Linked DNA regions of Bos taurus: region 2 is linked to region 1. A link is a contact called in public Hi-C data. All regions are on one chromosome and are shown on one strand. Each heading gives the region's core, a stretch centred on a gene start, on an enhancer-like site or on the middle of the called end of the contact. The rest is flanking DNA. Distances are from core to core; before and after follow the strand shown. Region 1 holds the start of POU2F3 (POU class 2 homeobox 3). Region 2 overlaps POU2F3 (POU class 2 homeobox 3).

Evidence for each region. A called contact is a pair of places that touch in the nucleus more often than the background predicts.
Region 2: a Hi-C map of liver shows a contact between it and region 1, with 2.5 times the contacts expected there. The contact joins the enhancer-like site here to the promoter of POU2F3 in region 1. A contact is called at or near these places in 6 of 11 Hi-C or Micro-C datasets (4-cell embryo, blastocyst, liver and 2 more).

Annotation. Positions count from the first base shown.
Region 1 is chr15:30,815,034-30,821,154 of ARS-UCD2.0, forward strand. It overlaps POU2F3 (POU class 2 homeobox 3), which reads left to right and starts at 1,963. Exons shown (of 13, transcript NM_001205830.1): 1 at 1,963-1,990. The coding sequence starts at 1,963.
Region 2 is chr15:30,868,917-30,874,805 of ARS-UCD2.0, forward strand. All of the region lies in intron 3 of POU2F3 (POU class 2 homeobox 3), which reads left to right. Among named protein-coding and RNA genes, the nearest start is that of TLCD5, 40 kb to the right of the region's middle. Within about 2 kb of position 4,110, at least 2 of the 102 cell types and tissues checked have an H3K27ac peak or open chromatin away from gene starts, as enhancers often do. A contact at or near this core is called in liver, where this site is marked.

The DNA of each region.
Region 1 (6,121 bases), core at 713-3,212:
TGAGGCAGATGGGGGAGGGGACATCCCTGGGTTCACTAGGCCTCCAAAAAGCTACTGGTCTCTTTCCTCTGCCAGAAGAAATAGGAAGAAAGTCTCCTGCCTTCTTGCCAAGGGTGGGGAGAGGAGCGGAAGGTGCGACAGGGGTGAGTGGTTGTATGGACCCGAAGAGGTGCTTATTAAACACTTTCTATCCTTGCAGGGCTACTGTGGCCCCCACTGAGCCCTTTCTGACACCTGACATGTACCCTACATGGTATTTGGTGCAGTGGGGAAGACAATCAGTTAACAGCCAGGAGGAAGAATAAGAAAAGTCCTACAGAACAGGCCACAAGGGCTATTAGGAACATTGAAGTGTTACAGTAATTTAATAACAGATCATGTAACTTCTAACTTCAGAAAGGAGGTGGCATCTTAATTATGTACAGAGGGAATAGAGTGTAGAGCTTTCAACCAGGAGCCCTGTTACTTACTGGCTGGGTAACTTTGGCAAGCTAAACCCTCTAAACCTCATTTTCCCCATCTGTAAAACGGAAATATAACAGTCCAATGTGTAGTTGTTATGAGGACTAAACAAGATCAAGTGACTTTAAAGTGCTGGTTAGCACACTGCCTGACACACACTGAAAGCTCAATAAATTCTGGATGTTATGACGGGGATTATGGGAGTGGATGGTGAGTGGATATACCACCTGGAAAAAAATACTGCAAACAATGCATAGAGGCAGAAAAGTCCAAGATCTGTTCTGTAAGCAGCTTGATAGGGAGACCTGCCTGGAAAGCAAGGCGAGAGCTGCTTCTGCTGGGGGCACCCAGCTTCCTAGGCTTATAGGCAGGTCGTCTCTTGACCTTGGCACCTCTTACTGGGACCTGAAGAGTGGAGCAGAAGAGTAGGGGAGCTCAGAGGATGAGTCTATGATGCGTGCTGGAGAGAGCATGGAGTGGGAGTCCAGAGACCTACCCCTGGCCAGGATCCTACCCCCAGCCAGGCTCCTTCCATCACTAGGGTACTGTGTTGCCTTTGGACAAGTCACTTCCCAGCTCTGTACATGAGGGAGGTGGCTGCTCCCACAGCCCCTGTCACTCAATAAATAACTTTCACATCATTCTCTCAAAGAGCCTCACAGCAATCTGGAACCTGATAGAGCAGGCAAGAGACAGAATCTTCACCTAGAAAACGTGATAATTAGCTGGGACCCATCCAGGTCCCAGGAGGAGATGAGGATGCATGGGGACTTAGGTGAGCTTGGCCACCTGCTAGGTTCCTATCATTAGATGCAGTTAAGATTAGCACCTGTCCCATTTTATGGCTGAGTAAACTGAGTTCAGGGAGGTGATGAGCTTCCTCTCGTGTTACACAGCCGGCAAGCGGCTGAAAGGTAGAATTCCAACTCTAGATTCTTGCCAGCACACTCTCGTGGCTTCTCCAGACACACCAGAACTCCTCCAAGAGCTGGGGCATCTGTCCAGAGGAAAGCTCAGGCCCCCGCTGGTTAATCCTCCAGGGGTTCCTCAATAGGACGAGCCAGACCAGGAGCCTGGGTGCGGTGGGAAGAGGCCGCCGGCCGGTCTGGGGCGGACAGGTGTTCCGCAGGGTCGGGACCCGCCCCGGCAGCACGGACTGCCCCCTCCGCCAGCCCCCGGCTCCCCAAATGCAAATCGCTGCTTTGCCTGGGCCTGGGGCCAGGCGCGGGGGCCCTGCCAGGGGGCGTGGCCCGCGGCCCCCGCCCGCCGCGCGGCGTGCTCACCTGGGGAGTGTGGCAATCCCGCCGCGCAGAGTGCTGCCCGGGCGGCCGCGAGCGAGCAGCGGAGCGCGCGACGGCGGCGGCGACGGCTCCGGCGGCGGCTCCCGCGGCGGTGGCGGCCGGGGACAGAAGGCAGGAGACCCTGGCTTCCCCTGGGGCCCGGCTGGGGCAGACGCGAGGGGCCTGGGGGGAAGCTGGCTTTGGCCCCGCCTGGGGCAGGATGGTGAATCTGGAACCCATGCACCCAGGTGAGGGGCGGAGGGCGCGAGCTCTGACAGGTGTCCCTGCGTGCGGGAGGGGACGAAGGACAGGGGCGCCGCTCTCAGGGGTGTTGTTCCCCTGCGGCCAGGTGAGGGCGGTGTGGACAGCGGGTCACCCGGGGCGGGCGGGCGCCTGGAACGTCTGGGGGATTGGGGGGAAGAATGCGGGTAGAAGCTACAGCCTAGGGGTGTCAGGGCTTCTGAAGGCTCGCAGCACCCCAAGAGCCACAGCTATGTGGGACCTGAGCGTGCTGGGCTGTCCTAGGCTCGGGGAAGTTGCCTTACTCTTCACTTACTGCAGAAGGGTGGCTCACTGGCTTAACCACGGGTGTGGACCTGGGAGTGCAAAAGTGAGGGAAGTACTTGTATCCACATGTTGGTGTTTGGTGTCCCCGGCATTTATATCAAGTAGAGGCCAAATGGACATTTGTGCCGTCTAGGGGTGCCTAGGAGAAGCGAACAGAGCTGGGCATTTACACAGGCACAACCCGGGCAGCTGGTACAACGCACCTATATTGATTAGGGCTTACGGAAGTACGTCTGGTGAATATCAGAGGGGAGTCTACCTGTCCTCAGGTATGTTGGGAGAGAAGGTGGAGCAGACCCCATGAAGGTGTGCCTGCTCCCCAGCTCTGTGGATCTAGGTGATGTTACAGGCTGGTGCACGGCAGGGTTGGGGAGTCCGTGTGCAGGGGCTGGGCCGGAGCTCTGTGGGACCCCACCGGAGGAGTAGCCTGCTCAGGGGCCTGTGGGAAGTCCTTCCATCTCTTTGTCTGAGAGGGGACGTGAGAGATACATCAGCAGTGGGTGCATGACAGCGGAGACCCAGGGGTACCCAGTTCCTGTGTTCTTTGTTCCATGTCCCATAGATTTAGATTCCAAGCTCTCCTCTCCCCAGGGGTGGGAACCTAGGCCATAGAAATACTCTTCTGGGAGTCAGTTTCCCCTGCATGAAAGGTCTGTGAGCACGGAGTGAACCAGGGCCCTCTCCATTCACCCCGCTGATCCCTCCTTCCCCATCCGGGGGAGGACAGGGGCTCCTAATACCAGAGGCTGGACTTGGTGTTGGAGTGGGGCTTCTGGAGGTCTGAGGGCCTGAGCAGAGAAGGACTCCAGGTGAAGAAAGCTGAGCCTGGTTTTGCCATTTCAAACCAGCGACTTGCCTCTTAAAGGGGGCAGCACCCAATGCATGGCCTTTATTAAGGACTTCAGGGCTGTTGGTGGAATTTTGTTACCTGCTCTTCTTTCTGGAGGAAGCAATTTTCAAGACCCAACCCAAGGAGCACGGCAGGCTAGAGTCTGGCCTTTTCCTGGAGCGGCCAGTCCTGAAATCAAGCAGCAGTGGATGCACAGGGGAGACCCAGGGACCCCAGTTTCCCCAGACGTAGTCCTGATGTGGCTGAGAGAAAGCCAGCTGACAGGGAGGTGTTAACTCTGAGTGGATCCCTGGGCACCAGGACGTGCCAGGAAGGGCTCAGTGAGGCGGAAGGAGCCATCCAACTGGGTATCATCCAATGTTTGGGGAAAGTCCATTTCCAGATCCTGAAGTACCAGTACGGAGCTGGACGTGGCCAGGAGCCTATCCTGGGCTCTCGTTCCTCCACTTCCCACCAAGAAGGCCTCAGCACACATGGGGAGCAAGACCTCAGGAAGATCAGAGACTTCCTGGGGGTTTTCCACCTCGTTGTCTTCTAGAGGCTCCTTCTCTGGGGGAAGTGGGAGGAGGGGGGACCCTGCAACCCAGCAGGGAGGCCATCTGAGGGTGAAGAGGATCTTGCCGAGAGCCCTAGAGGGTGAGGCTGAGGTGAGGAGGCCAAGCCCTCCTTGCCTGGCCTGGGAGAAAGCTCCAGGCTGATGCTTATCAGAAGCCCAGCACCTCCCCCAGCCCTGTCCCCTGCAGGCAGACACTGAGGGGTGATTAAGCTAAACCTGAGGGGCACTGCCTCCTCAGGTGGGGTCTGCGTCTACTCGGTGTGGGCAACCTGAGTCATCTCTCTACAGCTGCTTGCTGCCACTCCCCAGCCCACTTCTTCAGCCTGTCTCCCCTTGGGGCTGTCCAGCTTCCCTGTGAGGTTTCTTGGCCCCTCTGTGGTGTCCGGTTCCCCTTCGACAGCACCTCAAAGGGATCGCTCAGTTTGGGACTTTCTGTGAAGCCTCTCTGACTGGGTCTCCATTTGAGGGTTCCCTTTGCTGGGTCTTCTCAGTGGGCTTCTTACTCCAAGGTCATCTTTTTAGGGTCCTTCAATGAGGGCCCTGCTGTGGGGTCTCTGAGGGAGGGTCCATCTATGGAGTGTCTCCTTGTGGGACCCTCTCTTGGGTCTCTCAGTTCAGGATCCTCTTTGCGGAAATTTGGTCTCTCTCTCTCTTTTTTAAAATTATTTATATATTTATTTGGCTGCATTGGGTCTTACTTGTGGCACTCAGGGCCTTTCATTGCAGAACATGCACTCTCTAGTCGTGTGCAGGCTTAGTTGCTCCACCGCATGTGGGATCTTAGTTCCCTGGCCAGGAATCGAACTCGTGCTCCCTGCATTGCAAGGTGGATTCTTTTATATATATATATATATATATACACATACACACACACACACACGCATACACACACACAATAAATTTATATGTAATGAATAAATATATAATAAATTATATATATATAATATAATATTTAATATAAATATATTATATATATATATAGTTCCACCTAAAACTATCACAACATTTTTAATTGTCTATACTCCTATATATATATATAGGAGTATAGACAATTAAAAATGTGATAGTTTCAGGTGGACAGCAGAGGTTCAGCATGCATACACATGTATCCATTGCTCCCCTCCCATCCAGGCTGGCAAGACGGATTCTTAACCACTGGACCCACCAGGAAAATCCTGAAATCTGGTCTCTTTTGAACCCTATTTTTCCCCTCCCAGTGGTCCTGTGTCCTGTGGGTACTTTATAAACAGCACTTGCCCTTCGAATCCCCAGTCTGAGCCCTTGTGGATTCCTCCTCCATTGATTTACTACAAGAGTTTGGGGTGGGGTGTGGGCTACCCTGAAACTCCCCACCTAGCAGCTCCGTTGGCATGTCAGCCCCTGTGCCAGCCCATCTTTTCACTCAGATAACCTGGGTGCCAGCTGTGATCCAGGTCTGCCTGGGGCCTCAGCACTTTGTGTTTTGTAGAGCACCTCTCCTTCAACACAAACACTCGAGCATGAATGAGGTCACCAGACAGGGGGGCACCCCAGCCAAAGAGGGGCTCCTCCCTCCCAGGCCCCAAACAGGTGGAGGGGTAGACAAGAGTCAGACAGAAGGCTTCCCTGGGGGTGCAGCTAAGAACCTGCCTGCCAGTGCAGGGGACAGGGATTTGATACCTGGTCCACGAAGATCCGGTAACTAAACTCGTGTACCCCACCCACTGAAGTCCACTCGCCTTAGAGCCTGTGCTCCTCGACAAGAGAAGCCACCACAACGAGAAGCCTGCACAGCCGGCAACTAGAGAGCAGTACCCACTTTCCGAAAGTAGAGAAATTTGATGCGCAGCAACAAAGACCAGTGTAGCCAGGAAAAAAAAAAGGAATCAAAAACCTCAGGCAGAAGAGACAGAAGAGACAGTGGAATTCAGCCTAAGGGGGACACTCAGTTAGTCCCAGGGCACCTCTTGTTTTGCCCCTTTTCTCACTGTGAGCTGTTCCCCATCAGGGTTGGGAAAGAAGATTCAAGTCTCACAGACTGATACCAGTTACGGCTCGGGACCCCAGGGTCCTTCCAAGGTCTCATGAGAGGATGTGCATTTCTCCTGAAGTAGAGGCGAGGGTTGACTCCTCCACAGCAGAGTTGGAAACATGGCTAGCTTAGAAGTAGGACGGTGGGCCCCTTGAATTGCCTCTGGGAGAAGTGCCCCCAGCAGTGGGTGTGGGAGGGAGAAGTCAGGAGGAGCTCCAGTCCCTTCCGAGGAGTTGAAGATGGACCGTAGGAGAGAGGGGAGTGGACCTTTTGCTTTCCCAGCATCGCCTGGGCCCGGGATGTCCAGGACACTGTGGGCACTGAGCCTGCAGCCTGGGGAAGTGCTGCCCCTCAGACTCTGCTCCTACAGGTTCACACACACATCCTGGTTCACC
Region 2 (5,889 bases), core at 2,860-5,359, 56 kb after region 1:
ACTGGAGTGGATAGCCATTTCCTTCTCCAGGGGATCTGCCCAACCCAGGGATCAAACCTGGGTCTCCCATATTGCAGGCAGATTCTTTACCATCTGAGCCACCAGGGAGTTCTTATCGAGGAGACCACCTTTTCCTCATTGTATATTTTTGCCTCCAGTGTTGTAGATTGACAGTAAATCCATGGGTTTATTTCTGAGTTCTCTCTTCTGTTCCATTGATCTATGTGTGTGTTTCTGTGCCATTACCATGCCTTTTTTTTTTTTTTTTTGATTACTGTAATTTTGTAGTGTAGTCTGAAGTCAGGGGGATCATGCTACCTTTAGCTCTTTACTTTCTCAACATTATTTTGGCTCTTCAAGGCCTTTTGTGCTTCCGTACAAATTTTAAAATTACCTCCTCTAGTTCTGTGAATAAGGCCATTGGTATTTTGATAGGGATTACATTGAATCTACAGATTGCCTTGATCATTTTAACAATTATTTTAATCTATAACATGGTGTACCCTTCCATCTGTTTATGTTGTCTTCAATTTCTTTCATCAATTTTGAGTATATGTCTTTTACCTCCTTAATTGGATTTACTCCTAGGTATTTTATTCTTTTTGATGTGATTTTAAATGGGATTGTTTTAATGTCTCTTCTGATAGTTCATTGCTAGTGTTTAGAAATGCAAGAGATTTCTGTGTATTAATTTTGTATCCTGCAACTTTACCAAATTCATTGATAAACTCTAGAAGTTTTTTGGTGGGGTGTTTAGGATTTTCTATGTATAGTATCCTGTCATCTGCAGTGACAGTTTTACTTCTTCCTTTCTGGTTTGGGTATCTTTTATTTCTTCATTTTCTAGTTGCTGTGGCTGGGACTTCCAAGACTATGTTAAATAAAAGTGGGCATCCTCATCTTTTTCCTAATCTTAGAGGAAATGCCTTCAGTTTTTTACCACCAAGTATGATGTTAGCTATGGGTATGTTATATATGGCCTTTATTATGTTGAAGTATGTTCCCTCTCTACCCACTTTGTGGGGAGTTTTTGTCATAGATGCTGACTTTCATCAAAAGCTTTTTCTGCATGTATTGAGATGATCATATGATTTTTTATTCTTTAATAAATTAAATGTGATATATCACATTTTTTGATTTGTGAATATTGAACCATCCTTGCTGCCCTGGAATAAATCCTGCTTGGTCACAGTGTATGATTCTTTTAATGTATTGTTGGAGTCAGTTTGTTAATATTTTGTTGAAGATTTTTGCATTTATGTTCATCAGTAATACTGGCTTATAATTTTCTTTTTTGTGAGTTCTTTGTCAGGTACTCTTTAGGGGAAAGTAGAGATGTATATGATATAAGATGTCTGTTCAAAAATAAAACCAATAGGAAAGAGGAGGAGAAGAAAATCATATAGTAGGATTTATTCCAAGAAGGCAAAGTTGATTTTACAATAAAATGTCAGTTGTGCAATTAATCACAAACAGAAGTCAAAAATTATGTGGTTATCTTAAAAAAATAAAGAAAAAAAATTTGATAAAATTCAGTTCAGTTCAGTTCAGTTCAGTCGCTCAGTCATGTCCAACTCTTTGCGACCCCATGAATCGCAGCACACCAGGCCTCCCTGTCCATCACCAACTCCCGGAGTTCACCCAGACTCACGTCCATTGAGTCAGTGATGCCATCCAGCCATCTCATCCTCTGTCATCCCCTTCTCCTCCTGCCCCCAATCCCTCCCAGCATCAGAGTCTTTTCCAATGGGTCAACTCTTCACATGAGGTGGCCAAAGTACTGGAGTTTCAGCTTTAGCATCATTCCTTCCAAAGAACACCCAGGGCTGATCTCCTTCAGAATGGACTGGTTGGATCTCCTTGCAGACCAAGGGACTCTCAAGAGTCTTCTCCAACACCACAGTTCAAAAGCATCAATTCTTTGGCACTCAGCCTTCTTCACAGTCCAACTCTCACATCCATACATGACCACAGGAAAAACCATAGCCTTGACTAGATGAACCTTTGTTGGCAAAGAATTAAACACCCATTAATGGTTTTAAAATTTAAAAAGCTCAGTAACTAGAAATTGAAAAAAAAAATTTTTTAATCTGATAAAGGATATCTTCAAAAAAATACCAACCTCTAACATACTTGGAAGGACTGATGCTAAGGCTGAAACTCCAATACTTTGGCCACCTGATGAGAAGAGTTGACTCATTGGAAAAGACTCTGATGCTGGGAGGGATTGGGGGCAGGAGGAAAAGGGGACGACAGAGGATGAGATGGCTAGATGGCATCACCGACTCGATGGACGTGAGTCTGAGTAAAGTCCGGGAGTTAGTGATGGACAGGGAGGCCTGGTGTGCTGTGATTCATGGGGTTGCAGAGTCGGACATGACTGAGCAACTGAACTGAACTGAACATACTTAATGATGAAATGTGACATTGAGAAAATGACAAAAATATACACTACCATTACTTTTATTCAATTATCTTGGAAGTCTAAGCCAGAGCAATAAAGTAAAGGTACAAAATAAAAATAAAAAGTGTAAAGTTTGGGAAAAAAGTAAAACTATCTTTATTCACAGAAAACTATTGACCAAATTGTGTAAATAGAAAATTCAAAAGATCTTACAGGGAAGTTATTAGAATTAATAAGTGCATGTAATAAAGTTAATGAGTATCTGATCAGTATGTGAAAAGCAAGTGTATGTCTATATTTCACAGCAAACAAGTTAAAAATGAAACTGTAAACACATTTATAACAGTATCAGAAAAATCAAATCCTAGAGGTGCAATACTTCTAAAAACTATAAAACATTGCTGAGAGAAATTAGAATATTCAAATAGGCTAAATTTATATAATTTAGAAGGTCTACTGTAATAAAGGTGTCTATTTCCCTCAAATTAATCTATAGATAATGCAATCCCCATTAAAATACTGGAAAGTGAAAAAAAAAAAAAGAAAGCAATAAATAGCTATCCAAAACTGAAATAAAGTCTTTGGATCTGTAAGAGATAGATTTCAGGGACTGAAAATCCACTTATTTGGGAAGCTTCCTCAGAAAATCCTAGAAATTTGACAGATGTGTTGACTTTTAAATCAGATAACCTGAGTTCAAATCAGAGCTCTCCTGATAACCAGCCATGTACCTTGGATACATCATTTACCTTTCATGAACCTGTTTTCCTTAACAGTAAAACAGGAATAGCATCACTTGCCTTTTCAATCTTATGGGGATATTCTGAAAATCAACCAAACTGATATGTTTGAAAGTGCTTTGTAAACTGTAGAGCTTCATGGAAAGGTGTGGGTAAGGGCTATAGGCCACATCCAGGTATGGCCTCTTGGTAGACGATGACTCAGGTTATGGCAGGAGAAGGAGATGGATTCTCAGTTATTGATTTAAAAACACACACATACAACAAACATATCTATGTGCATATATGTGTTTATTTAGAAAATGTGCCCTTAAATGTCTCAAGACACTTCTTTCACCAGGTAAAAAAGGAAACTATCACTAACTTGAATACCTTAGGAACTGAAATCTTCCAAACTCAAGCACTGAAATTTGGAGTTCTTTCTCTTTTTAATCTTATTAATATTTTTTTTCTAATTTAAAATGAATAATTACCTTTGAAAATTTGGACATTACAGAAATATTTGACTTAGTGAATACCTTCTGGAACCCCAAATGCCCTCCGTGTGTCTGTTCTAAGCAATTGGATTGACTCTGGTCTTTCAGAATTTTTTCTGTGTTGGTTCTTTGTGTCCTACAGGCATTCAACAGAGAATTCCTGAAATAGTCCTTTGTTATAGAGGATAAACCTTTGGGGGTGGAAATATATTTTCGATACTAAAAGTTTGCCATTCCATATCTGCCTCTCCGTTCTTACTGTTTTGGCCTAAGGCATGTCCTCAGCAGCTCTTTACCTAGACTGTCATGATAAACAGCTCTTTAATTAATTCCCCTGCTCACAGGTATCCTCTCTTCAAATCCATATTCCATACAGCTGTTAGCATAATCTAACTAGGTGAAAATCTCACATGTCCCTGCCCTTTGCTCAAGTTACACTTTGCCCCCGAGTCCAGCCTCAGCTTCTTTGCGTGATCCACAGGGCCTCTGTCATCAGGCCCTGGCTGCTTGCCCCAGCCTCTCCCACTCCACGCTGTGGCAGCACTGAATTGCTCGTCGCTCTTGAACATGAAGTCGTTTCGTTATCTGTGACTGTGGACAAGCTGCTCCCACTTCCTGGCATGCCCTGCTTTCCCTTCTGTTGAACCCCCCTTCATTCTTCAAGGCTCCTCAGAGGCTCCCACCTCTCTTTCCTGGAACCTTCCTATCTGACCCCTCTTTTTCTGGTTATCTGTCCTCTGCCCTGACAAAGCAACTCACAACCTTCCCATGCGACCACCGCAGCACCGCCTTCCCACTGCCTTCAGTATTGCACTGTAGGTGATGTTTTTGTTTGTTTCAATTCATTACTTATCTATTTTTTAAAGCTTTTTATTTTATATTGGAATGGCAATGATCAACAATGCTGTGATAGCTTCAGGTAGACTGCAAAGGTCTCAGCCATTCACATACATGTATCCCTTCTCCCTCCTCCCCTCCTAGCCAGGCTGTGTAGGTGACTGCAGTTTTACTTGCCATCTCCTAATTGGTCTGGGAGGTCCCTGTTCACCTTTGTGTCACAGTTACTCTTGGTATACAATAGGTGCATACTAAATGTTTATTGAACTAAAATGGGAAGGGGAACTTTATGGGGCAGAAAAAGCTATGTTTAAAGCCACTTGGAAGACCATATGCTCCACTGCTACCGGAGCAGATGTGGGATCAGAGGGCCACAGAGGCACATCACTTTATCCAGGGCACCAGAAGAATACAAGAGACGAGGACCTCAGTCTTCCTTAGAAGACTATTCTCAAATATGCACGTTACCAGGGAAAGCCTTTTACTTGCATTTATAGCCAATGCTCAGCCTTTCAGAGACAGGCTTCCAGGTCACAGGCAGTTCCCCAGGGGATGCCAAAGAGAATCCCAGTCAGACTTGTTGAAAGTTTACTTTTGATTACTACGTCAGCCCCACATCCATGTAAAAATCCCAGGCTCCACTTGTGGAAACCTGTACACCAACTGTGTACCACATGTGAAAACAGCATGGCCCACCGAGGAGGCAGAGGTCAACAAGTTCATTTTTAGGTGGGAAATTCTGGGTGGAAACAGAATGGGATGCCTTACAGAGTGGTATGGGCAGAAGAAGGGAGGGTCTGGGGCCCAAAGATCCAAATAGAAAGTCAGGCTCTGCTCTTCCTGGCTGTGTGATGGGCCTATTAATTTCTCTAGTCTTGGTTCCTACATCTGTAAAAATGGTTCAATAAGGTTATTTTCCTCATTGAGTTATCATGAAGAATAAATGATGATCCATTTGAAAGTACTTTTATTTTTATTGTAATTGTATTTACTTATTTTTGGCTGTGCTGGGTCTTCGTTGCTGCATGGACTTTTCTCTAGTTGTGGTGAGCAGGGACTAGTCTCTAGTTGCAGTGTGTGGGTTTTTTATTGTGGTGGCTTCTCTGTTGTGGAGCACTTGCTCTAGGCACGTGTGCCTCATTGGCTGTGACACATAGTTGTGGTTCGCAGGCTCTAGAACACAGGCTCAGGAGTCGTGGCACACAGACTTAGTTGCTCCGTGACTTGTGGGATCTTCCTGGTCCAAGGATCGAACCCGTGTCTCATGCACTGGCATGTGGTTCTTTACCACTGAGCCACCAGGGAAGCCCTAAAGTATTTTTAAAATATTACTTTTTCCCTTTCTTGAACTGATGCTCTTGGAACTAATCTATGTAGCACTTCATGACTGCAGGCTGGTGCTGTGTGTGTGCACAGTCTCCTTTGGACCCCA